2 separate regions of the Bos taurus genome follow, and region 2 is linked to region 1. Evidence: chromatin contacts called from public Hi-C data. All regions are on one chromosome and are shown on one strand. Each heading gives the region's core, a stretch centred on a gene start, on an enhancer-like site or on the middle of the called end of the contact. The rest is flanking DNA. Distances are from core to core; before and after follow the strand shown.

The links. A called contact is a pair of places that touch in the nucleus more often than the background predicts.
Region 2: a contact with region 1 is called in a Hi-C map of liver, with 2.7 times the contacts expected there. The contact joins the promoter of EFNA5 here to the enhancer-like site in region 1. A contact is called at or near these places in 2 of 11 Hi-C or Micro-C datasets (liver and skeletal muscle).

The regions. Positions count from the first base shown.
Region 1 is chr7:106,572,098-106,576,900 of ARS-UCD2.0, forward strand. The region is part of intron 1 of EFNA5 (ephrin A5); the gene reads right to left. Among named protein-coding and RNA genes, the nearest start is that of EFNA5, 210 kb to the right of the region's middle. Within about 2 kb of position 2,419, at least 16 of the 102 cell types and tissues checked have an H3K27ac peak or open chromatin away from gene starts, as enhancers often do. A contact at or near this core is called in liver, where this site is marked.
Region 2 is chr7:106,783,434-106,788,270 of ARS-UCD2.0, forward strand. It overlaps EFNA5 (ephrin A5), which reads right to left and starts at 1,788. Exons shown (of 5, transcript NM_001076432.1): 1 at 1,424-1,788. The coding sequence starts at 1,548.

The DNA.
Region 1 (4,803 bases), core at 1,169-3,668:
ATGCACAGCTGTATGAATGCAGATCACCATTAACCCCCTCTTCAAACATTAAAGGGATTCCAACGTGAACAAAGCCAGTAATTCCCTTCATCATCAGGGTGAACATTTTCCTTCTGTCACTCCGCAGTTAATGCTGATGCTCAGGCTTTCTAAAAGTAAACATGTATTCATATTTCGTCACCGAAATTTTGAAGACGGAAAATTGAAGTCATAAAATTCTATAACCCTCTTTTTAGAAGTTATTTTAAAATCATGTATGCTAAACTCAATGAGAAAATGTTCTAAGATAAATGACTGTTTCTTTAACTGTTTCTACTTGTTTTTACCTAAATATTCATGAAAATAAATAAAAATATAGTTTAATTTTTTAAATAAAGGTTTGGAATAAACATATAATCTTTCCAAATGCTACATTAAAATCAGTTCATCATCTGAAGTCCTACTTTGGCATCTGCTCCTTTTTTAAATTTTAAATGATTTCAGTTGTCCATCAGCTTCACGCAGATCATCTTTTACTTAGAATGGTAACCTACTTCAACTAATATTCTTATGTTAGTGATTTTTAAACCTCAAGATTTAGAAACAGAAAACTTCCAGAAGTTAAGCTGTTGAAAGTGAAAATTTAGGGGAATTTTGTAATATGCAAATACTCACATTTTCAGTAGCCATGATAAATTTAAGGGCATTTTGTTAGTGTGAGAATGTAAAATGTTTATTAAGCTTTTACTTGCTCATAAATTTATCATGTTTAGTATATTTATAGAAGGGTAGGGCTGATATAAGGCAGAAAACATTTCAGGAAAAAATCATTCTATTACTGTTTTGTAATATAACTTTTAGTTCTTAAACTTTCTTCCTGCCTTGGCTAAAAAGCAGAGACAAGGTGAGATGGACAGCGAGCGAGGTATTTAGATCTCAAGAGCTGAACCTAGGTTATTTTGAGCTCAATTCCATGTACTGAGGTGGGCTTAGCTTCAGGTAAGTGGTTAAAGGCATGTGATAACATTAAATGTGATTTCCATCTACCTGACGGACTCGACAAAATCTCAGGCCCTCCACCGGTGCGCCTCCAAATGTAACAGTCAGTCAGCTGATGTCAAAACCTAATGTCTTTTCAGGGCCTTACACAGCTGGTCCCTGTCAGCGTCGACAGGCTTTGCTGGCTGGGGTGTCGTGGCAGGAAAGATGATTTATACACACAGACCCAAGGATCTCAGAGCTCGCTCGGAGGAGGCGTTTCATCCAAGTGAAATACTCGCCATCAACAAACCAGTGACTGAAATTAAACAAAACCTGATACGCTGAAATCTAAGCAGGCTCTGCTCCTCCCCTCGCTCAGATCATTAATGCATTCAGTTAGCCTGGGAATTCACAAAAGACCCACGTCAACAGTCTATTAGTGAGATAGAAAAAAAAGGCACGGTAAACACCTCCCTGCTTTAGCCTCTGACCTCCTTCAAGCTGGCACGTTTTTAAAATTCTTTGTGGGATAAGGAATTACTGGCCAGCCACACTGGAAACCCGTGACTATGTGGTCTTCAAATCTGACCATCATTTTCCTTGAAAAGCTTTAACTGAGGGAAGACCTGACATACTATATATAATCACAAGTGGGCACTGCTTTTATCAAATAAATTATTTAAAATGCTGTATCAGATTAGGATAGAAAGTTTCTCACTCTCTGCCTCTAATCTTATCTTGATTCCACCTCCCTTGGACAACATATAGGCATGTAATATAAGACACCACCCAAAACCGTCTTTCTTTTCTTTCTTTTTTTTGCTGTTAAAGCTCATTGCTGCAATATCTGCTAAGGGATAATTCTCTCCATTTAACTCAGCGTTAATTCTTCTTTTTCACAAGCACCGTAACGATCTGTAAAACTAACACTTTGGTCCGGTTGGCATTAGCATGTGTTCAGAACGACGTTAATGTACAGTTGCCCTGATTGGGTGCAGCCAAATCTTCTGAATTTGAGCACTTCCTGCAGAGAAAAGCCATTCACTGAAATGTTCCATACCTTGCTGTGGCTTGATTAACACAGTTTTAGCTTCAATAGACACAGGACAAGGTAGGGCTATTAGCTGTCCCTTTAACTTAGAACTCTTAATTCAGGAAGAATTAGGAACCCCGTGGAAGGCTACAGGTCCATATTCCACATGCAGCGGGCTAATTAAGGGCTCAGGGGGAGGGGGTGAGTGTATGGTTCAGCTCCTAAAAGATGTCCATATATATCTATCCAAAGTTAATTTAACCTAAGCTAGCTAGGGTGTGGCATATATTTTTATCCCAGGGCTGTAGGCCATTTCCTACATCTCTCTTTTCTAACAGGCTGAAACTTGCCTAAGCACTGAAGGAAGACAAAAGTCAGTAATGACTGTTTAGGTAATGTCACGGCTGTGAGTCAGCTCCTGGGGAAGCCAGCTGCTGGCCACTGTCGCCTGCCTAGGCAGGCCTGCTGGGACGTGCGAAGCGCGGGCTACAGCGCATTCCATCCAGGCAAAGGTGTAACATGTGGCAGGCGCAGAAGCCCAGCAAACAGAAGCAAAACCTTTTCAGTTCCGGTTCAGCCTTGAGGGAGCTGAAAAGCAGTTTGTTTTAGGAAGAGATGACCTGAAACCGAGTGGTTGCTGCTGCCACCAGGCCAGTGGTCGGGGTATTTGTCTGTGTTAGTTGAACAGACGACGTTTGATCCAGCAAATCAATCCGGCCTGCCTACGGCTTGTGACGGGGGCTGACCCATCATTACTTCTGTCTCCTGTCCAAGCGAGCCCCCTGGCTGTTGTCTCAGATAGCCCCGCAGGAACTTTCTTGGGGCTTTTAAAGTCCACTTCCTTTAAGAACAAATGCAGTTCACACAGGCAGAGAGCTTCCCCAGAACCTGCACGGCCCTGAATGTCCATTCTGACCCTGCGCCTGGTGGCTCAGCCCTTGTCTGCTGCTCCCCTTCACACCCACCCTGCTTTCCAGCTGGGCACCCCTTTTTGCAGGTCAGACCCTGTTCACTGACTCCCCTGTGCACAGGTGTCAGCTGGGTCCACAGACTCACAGACCCTTCAGTCAAGCTACCAGTGACCCACTCAACTCTGCTTGAAAATTCCTGCCTTTTTTTTTTTTTAAACGAAGTGTTACTTGCTTTCAGTCGCTCAGTCAGGTCAGACTCTTCGCACCCCCACGGATTGCAGCACACCAGGCTTCCCTGTCCTCCACTATCTCCCAGAGTTTGCTCAGACCCACATGCATCGAGTCGGTGAAGCCATCCAACAGTGTGCACATTCTAAATTCCAAACGCTATTGAAAGAAACATAACTTACATGATTCTTCCTGCTCTAACTTCATCACTGACTTGTTAAATCTCAAGCTATCTTTTCGGAAAGAAAGTTCACCTGCCACTTAACACTGCACATCACAGCAGTGCTAGAACATGGCCAGGCAGTCTTTGCAGACAGAGGCCCTGCTCTTGGTCTCTGACCCTCTCAGTATGTTTACCGTGTGTGTGCGAGCTCAGTCACTTCAGCCGTGCCCACCTCTTTACGACCCCACGGACTGCAGCCCACCAGGCTCCTCTGTCCATGGAATTTTCCAGGCAAGAATACTGGAGCGGGTTGCTATTTCCTCCTCCAGGGGATCTTCCCAACCCAGGGATCAAACTCAAGTCTCTATATAATTTAACAAGTTATCTAGTTAAAGGAAGGAAAAATAGCAATTAACTGTTTTAAAAAGTAAAGTCTACCAATTAAAACAAAAAACAACCCGTAGTAACCCTCTGAATTACCTCAGTCTTGAGCAGGAACTAAATGCAATTCACACACATTCATTCATTTATTCTTTAGAATAACTCTATAAAGTAGGTGTTCTTTCCGGTTTGCAGATGAAATAAATGAGGTGAAGAAAGACCCTAGAACTTGCCCAAGGTCACTAGTGAATAATGAAGTCAAGATTCAAATCCCCTTCCCCTTCCCCCTGAATCCTATGCTGCTCTTTCTACACCACATTGCTTTCTACTATATTTTGGTCAAATTATATGTATTGTTGGACTTGGCTGCCAGGCAGCTTAGGGCTCAATTAGAGTAAGACATTACCTTTGATATATTTGTTTTCCCTCACAACTTTACATTTTCACTATTATTATAATTATTACTATTTGAACGATCTCATGTGATATGTCTTCAGTCTGTCATTCAAAAGCCTTCACCTCAGTGAGCCCTACCTAAATGACGGGTATCAGGTCGGACTTGAGTACTACGATAACTAAGACACAATTCCTGCTCACAGAATTCAGCCCAGAGAGGGGGACAGACGCATAAATTTGCAATTATATTCTGAGATGGGATTCTGAACATACCCTGGGAGATAAAAGGCTTCCTAGAGTCAGAATGTGAACAGGAGTTATCTCAAGGTGACCCCATGGACTGCAGCATGCCAGGCCTCCCTGTCCATCAACCAATTCCCAGAGTTTGCTCAAACTCATGTCGATGGAGTCGGTGATGCCATCCAACCATCTCGTCCTCTGTAGTCCCCTTCTCCTCCTGCCTTCAATCTTTCCCAGCATCAGGGTCTTTTCCAACGGGGTCACAAAGAGTCGGACACGACTGAGCAACTGGACTGGACCATCTCAAGTCAGCAAGGCCATCCAGGCAGGACAGACAGCAGGGGGGAGACAGGGTGCTGAGGACAAAGCAGGATGTGCGGAACACCGGCTGCTTAAGCCTTTTTGGAAGAACTGAGACAATAAACCAGGGTTATTAATAAATACTTTGCTATAGCAATTCTGTGATGCAGAAACAGAGCGCTGGAAAATCT
Region 2 (4,837 bases), core at 538-3,037, 210 kb after region 1:
TTTTCAGCCGGTGGACCGCTAGCAGGGAGATCTCCCTGTCTGCAGCGGAGAGGACCTTCCTCCAGGAGGGGGAAGCCCTCCGGTGCCAAAGTAACAAAGGCCGGCGGAGAGGGCCACGGGGAGCGAGGAAAAACTAAGGCGCCGGCCAGCGCCTCTCCCCACGCGCGCAGCGACCGCGAACTCTTTCCTTGGCCTCCCAACTTCCACTCCAGCCCAGGGGAAGGGGGGGGGGGGAAAAAAAAAGCTGGGGTTTTCGGTATAAGCGAGGCTGTTTCCCTCCTCCAAGGAGGGCGCGGAGACCAGCCCACCGCTGGAAGCCGGCCTCGGTCCCGGAGACGCAGAGCAAAGTGGGCCCAGCGGGGCCGACTGCTGCCCGGGCGAAAGGAGAGCTGCGACCTGCCCTGGACCCGGAGGGGGCCTCCCGGCCCTGCGGACAAGCCCCCCCGCGCCCCACGTCCCGGGGCTGTGAGCCAGGAGCGTCCGCTTGCGGCCGGTGGCCGGCGCGAGCGCTCGGGCGGCCCGGGGCGCGAGTCTCCGGCTTCCCCGCGTCCCCGGCGGGCTCGGGCGGCGCCGGAGAACCGGCTCCAGGTGACCGCCCGCGTGCCTCCGGCGGCGCCGCCAGCCTCCGGACCCAGGGCTCCCACCTCCGGGGGCAGGCAACTCGGGCAGCTAGCTCGGCCAGCCTGCCGTGACCCGGCCTTCCATCCAACTTTCTGGCCCCCTGCGCCCACCCGGAGGCGCAGGAGGAGGGAGCGTCCTCCCCACCTCCAAGAGCGCCAGGACCAGACGGACTGGGGGGGCCGCCTGCTCTCCTCGCAATTAAAAGAGGAAAATAAAAACCTCCAGCTTCCGCCTCCCGGGCCCCCTCCCTGCCCCCAGCCAGTGCGCCTTCCGAGCGCATCGGGGGAAAAGGGAAGGAAAAATTCACACACACACACACACACTTTGAGGATCTTTGGCGGGTTCTCCCCCGCAATCCCTGCGCAGCCAGGCTCCAGGAGGGAGCCCCTGGCGGCGCTGCGCCCAAGGCTCTCCGCGCCCAAGCCCCGCGCCTGGATCCGGATGCCGGCCAGTCGGCCCGGGTGCAAGAGCGAAGTCTCCACTCCCGGGCTCCCGCCTTTTCCCAGCGTTTCCCCCGCGCTGCGCAGAAGCCGCCAGTCCGGGCGGCCCCGGGGACGCCCAGGGGGCACCCAGGCTCCCCCGCCGCACCCCAACAAAGAGGGGGCCCACGAGAGGCGCGCTTCCCGCGAGCGCCTCCCAAGCAACCCGCGCCCGAGCCCACGCAGACTCAGCGCGCGCGCCGCGGCCGGCTAGGGCGCGCGGATCCCCGGCGGGCGCCGCCGCTCCGTCCGCAGGGCCCCCGAGGCCCGGGGAGCCCCGTTTCTCCGACCCACAGCCCCTACCCCACCCCCCGCCGCCCTACCTGGGGTTGCTGCTGTTCCAGTAGACGGCGTAGCGGTCGGCAACGGCCTTGGAGCCTGGGTCCTGGCTGAACACGCACATCCACAGCGCGAGAAACAGCGGCGTCAACATCTCCACGTGCAGCATCACGCCTGGCCAGCGGCGCAGCCCCCGACGCGCCACTCCGGGGAGAGAGCCGGGATCCGGACGCAGGGAGTGCGGGGGAGCGCGAGCGAGCGGGGGCCAGATAAATATGAATAAATACAAACGCAGAGGGGCGAGAGGCGCGCAGCGAGCTGAGAGCGGGGGGAGACAAGCGAGAAGAAAAGAAGGCGACGGAGTAGAGGGGCGATCAAGGCAAACTCGCAGCCCCGCTGGAGGGATCGGGAGGAAAAAAGGGAAGCGCAAGATGGAGAGAAGCGTGCGTGTGTGTGTGCGGTGGCGGCGGCGGCGGGGGCGGGGGAAGGGGTGCCAAGCTGGGTCTCGGGCGGCGGCGGCGGGCCGGTCACCCGGGCAGAGGGCGGTGCGCGCCCGGCCGGGCGGCGGCACGCTGCGCAGTCACCGCGAGGGGCGCGCCGCGGCCGCGGGGAGACATACACCGGCCCGCCGGGCCCGGCTCAGCGGCGGCGGCGCGGGCTGCGCACGGCTCCGCCGCCGCCCGGGGCCCTGGGCACCGCGCCCCGCTTCGCTCCAAGTTACTTTGGCAGCCTTTGGGGGGGCGGGGGGCGGCAATTGCAGGAGGGGAGCTCCGTGCGGATTGCGCGGGGGCGGAGGGGGGGCTTCGCGCCTTTGGTCCCAGGCAGTCGGAGGACCCCCCGTTTCCCCCGCCTCCTCGGTGCTTTCGAGCCGGGTGAGCCCTGGAAATCTCGGAGGAGTCCCAGGCGCGGTGGGCGCGGGGCGGTACGCCGAGAAGGGCGGGATCTGGAGTCACGGAGCGGCCAGCCCCACCGGCGTCCTGGAGCTGGGGGAGCGGCCGCGGAGCTCTGGAGGAGACGTTTTGCTTCGCAAACCTCCAAGAAAAGTTTGGCTCCCCCGTGTCTTCGGGCGGGTCCCCCACCCCTCCTCCGGCGGAGTCCGTCTGCGGCGGCGGTGGGAGGCGACACCCGGCCGCGGGCTGAGTCCCGGGGACCCCTCGCGCGTGCCTTCTTCGGCCGGGAGCGGGTGCACCGGGGCGCGCGGAGAGCAGAGGTTACGCACCAGCCAGCCGGGCGGAGCTGGGATGCCGAGACCCGCGGGGCTATGCCAACCCAGCTGTGAGGCTCGGGGGCGGGAGGGCAAACGACCCCTCGCAGATGAACCCCTCCAACTCCCGAACGGGCCGATGTCAAGTCTCCGATCGCCTTCCGGGAGCCAGACCGAGCCCCCCAGCTGCGGGGCCGAGAGCGCTGGGGGGAGCTCTCAGAAGTGTCCCTGCGACTCCGACCGGTTCCACCCCAAGCCCGGCAACTTGTAGAGATGCATCAATCAGTTGGAAACGCCAAAGGAGGAGGGGAAAAAAAAAAAAAAAAAGAAAGAAAAGAGAGAGAGAGAGCGCACGAGCGCGTGGCACCTCCCCGATGACTACATCAGAAAAACCTTCCAGTTCCTCCAGCAGCGGCTCCTCTTTCCCTCCTCGGGCGCAGCAGCAGCGAGGGTGTGAAAACCACCAAGAGAATCCCCAGACCTTCTCCAGGCGGGAAAATAAACTTGAGTGCAGCAGCGGCAGCACGAGCAGCCCGGGAGGGATTGCAACGACTGGCGAGGAGTGGGAAGGGGTAAAAGTCAGTTTTGCAAAAGAGAGAAAGGGGAGGAAAAAGAGAGAGAGAAAATGCTTTATGGGAAAAAAAAAAAAAATCTCCTCGGGCACGCCCCCTCGTTAATGACCTGCGTGTAAAGCCGACAGCCGCCGCCGCCGCCGCCGCGCGGGAGCTCGGGGCCGCGCGCGTGGACGTGGACGGGTGCGCGGGGGCCGCGGCGCGGAGCCCGGCCCGACAGGGGGAGGTGCCTGCAGCCTGCGCCGTCGCCGCCCGGGTCATGTGGGCTGATTTTTTTTCTTCGCCCCCCCCTCCACCCCCACCCCTTGCAGTTTACTTGGGAAGGGGTGGGGAGCGGCTGGAGCAGCCAGTCTGGCCCCGGCCTGCTGTTTGCTTACCGATCGGGGTTTTCGGTTTTTTTTTTTCCCTCTATCCAACCCGATTGGTCTGCTCCACGAGAAAAGAGGCGTTTTCCTAATCTCCTCCCTTCCCCACGCCTCCTAACCCCCCCTCCCTCCCCATCCCGGGCCCCACCTTCTAGAAACCTGACTAATTGAATTACTGGGAGTGCTCGGGCGCCCTCTCCTTCGCGCGAACCCAGCTGTGCTGCGCGTAACCCTTTGGATGCTGACTTTTTTTTTTTTTTCCGTCTGGGCTGCGGGATGGTCTCTTTACCTGAGACGAGGGGGTTCTTCAGTGACAAAGGAACGGGTTATCCCACCCTGCCGCCGGAAAGCCGAAATCCGTCTCCGGAGCCCCTCGAGTAATAATAGCAAAGTCTCAGCAGCCGGCGGGCAGGGGGACCACAGTGACCACGTGTTCTCGTAAATCTCCGCCCGGGTCTTCACGACGCGCGCTGCCCGGCTTATCTGGCGACCCGAGCATCTCTCAGGTGCCTTTGAATTCCCCTCTTCCTACCAGGGATTTCAAGGTTCGAGGGCAGCAAGGGCGAGTTTTCTTTAAAGTGATGCTTTGAAAACACTTTTTTTTTTTTTTTTAAGTCGAGAAAATCAGTGTATTAAGTCGAGAAAATCAGTTTACAGTGATAACAATTCAGTGCGAACCCTCAGCGGGGAGGACATTGAATGAGGCAGGGACCACCCCACCCCACCCCCCCCCCCACACACACACCCGAAACACCTTTTCTAGTTCAGGTCCGAGGTCGGTTCAGTGCGCACTGCCCAGAGGAGAAAGGGTCTGCACGAATCCGGTGCAGAAAAAGAAATGGGAGCGGGGGGTGGGGGGGGGGGGTGGGGGGGGTAGGGCAGGGAGGGAGTTCTCTTATGATCGGAACCCGTCTTGTGTCCCCGGGCTCCCAGAGTAAGGCTGCAGCGCCTCGGGCCCCGCACCGCCCCCCAACCCGGCCGCCAGCTATGCGCGGCCGCCCCAGAGCCGGGCAGCGTCGGGGAGGCGCGCGGGGCGCGCGGCGCTGCGGCGCCTGGAGACTCGGCCTCGCGGGGCCGGGGGGCCGCTGGGGTCCCGTCTGCCTGACGCTCCAGGGGATTCGCTGCCTTAGTGGGAAGGCCTGATCCCAGGAAAGCAGCCAGGTTCGGCTTCCGAGCCTGCAGGCTCTCCCCTGTACTTATGAGCACAAGGAAAGATCGCGTCTTTCCTCCGGCGCGCTCCGGTCCCTGCGCCTTGGATTTGCAGGCGCTTCCGAGCTCTTTGGAAGCGTCCACGCGCCCTCCAGTGGCGGGCCTGCG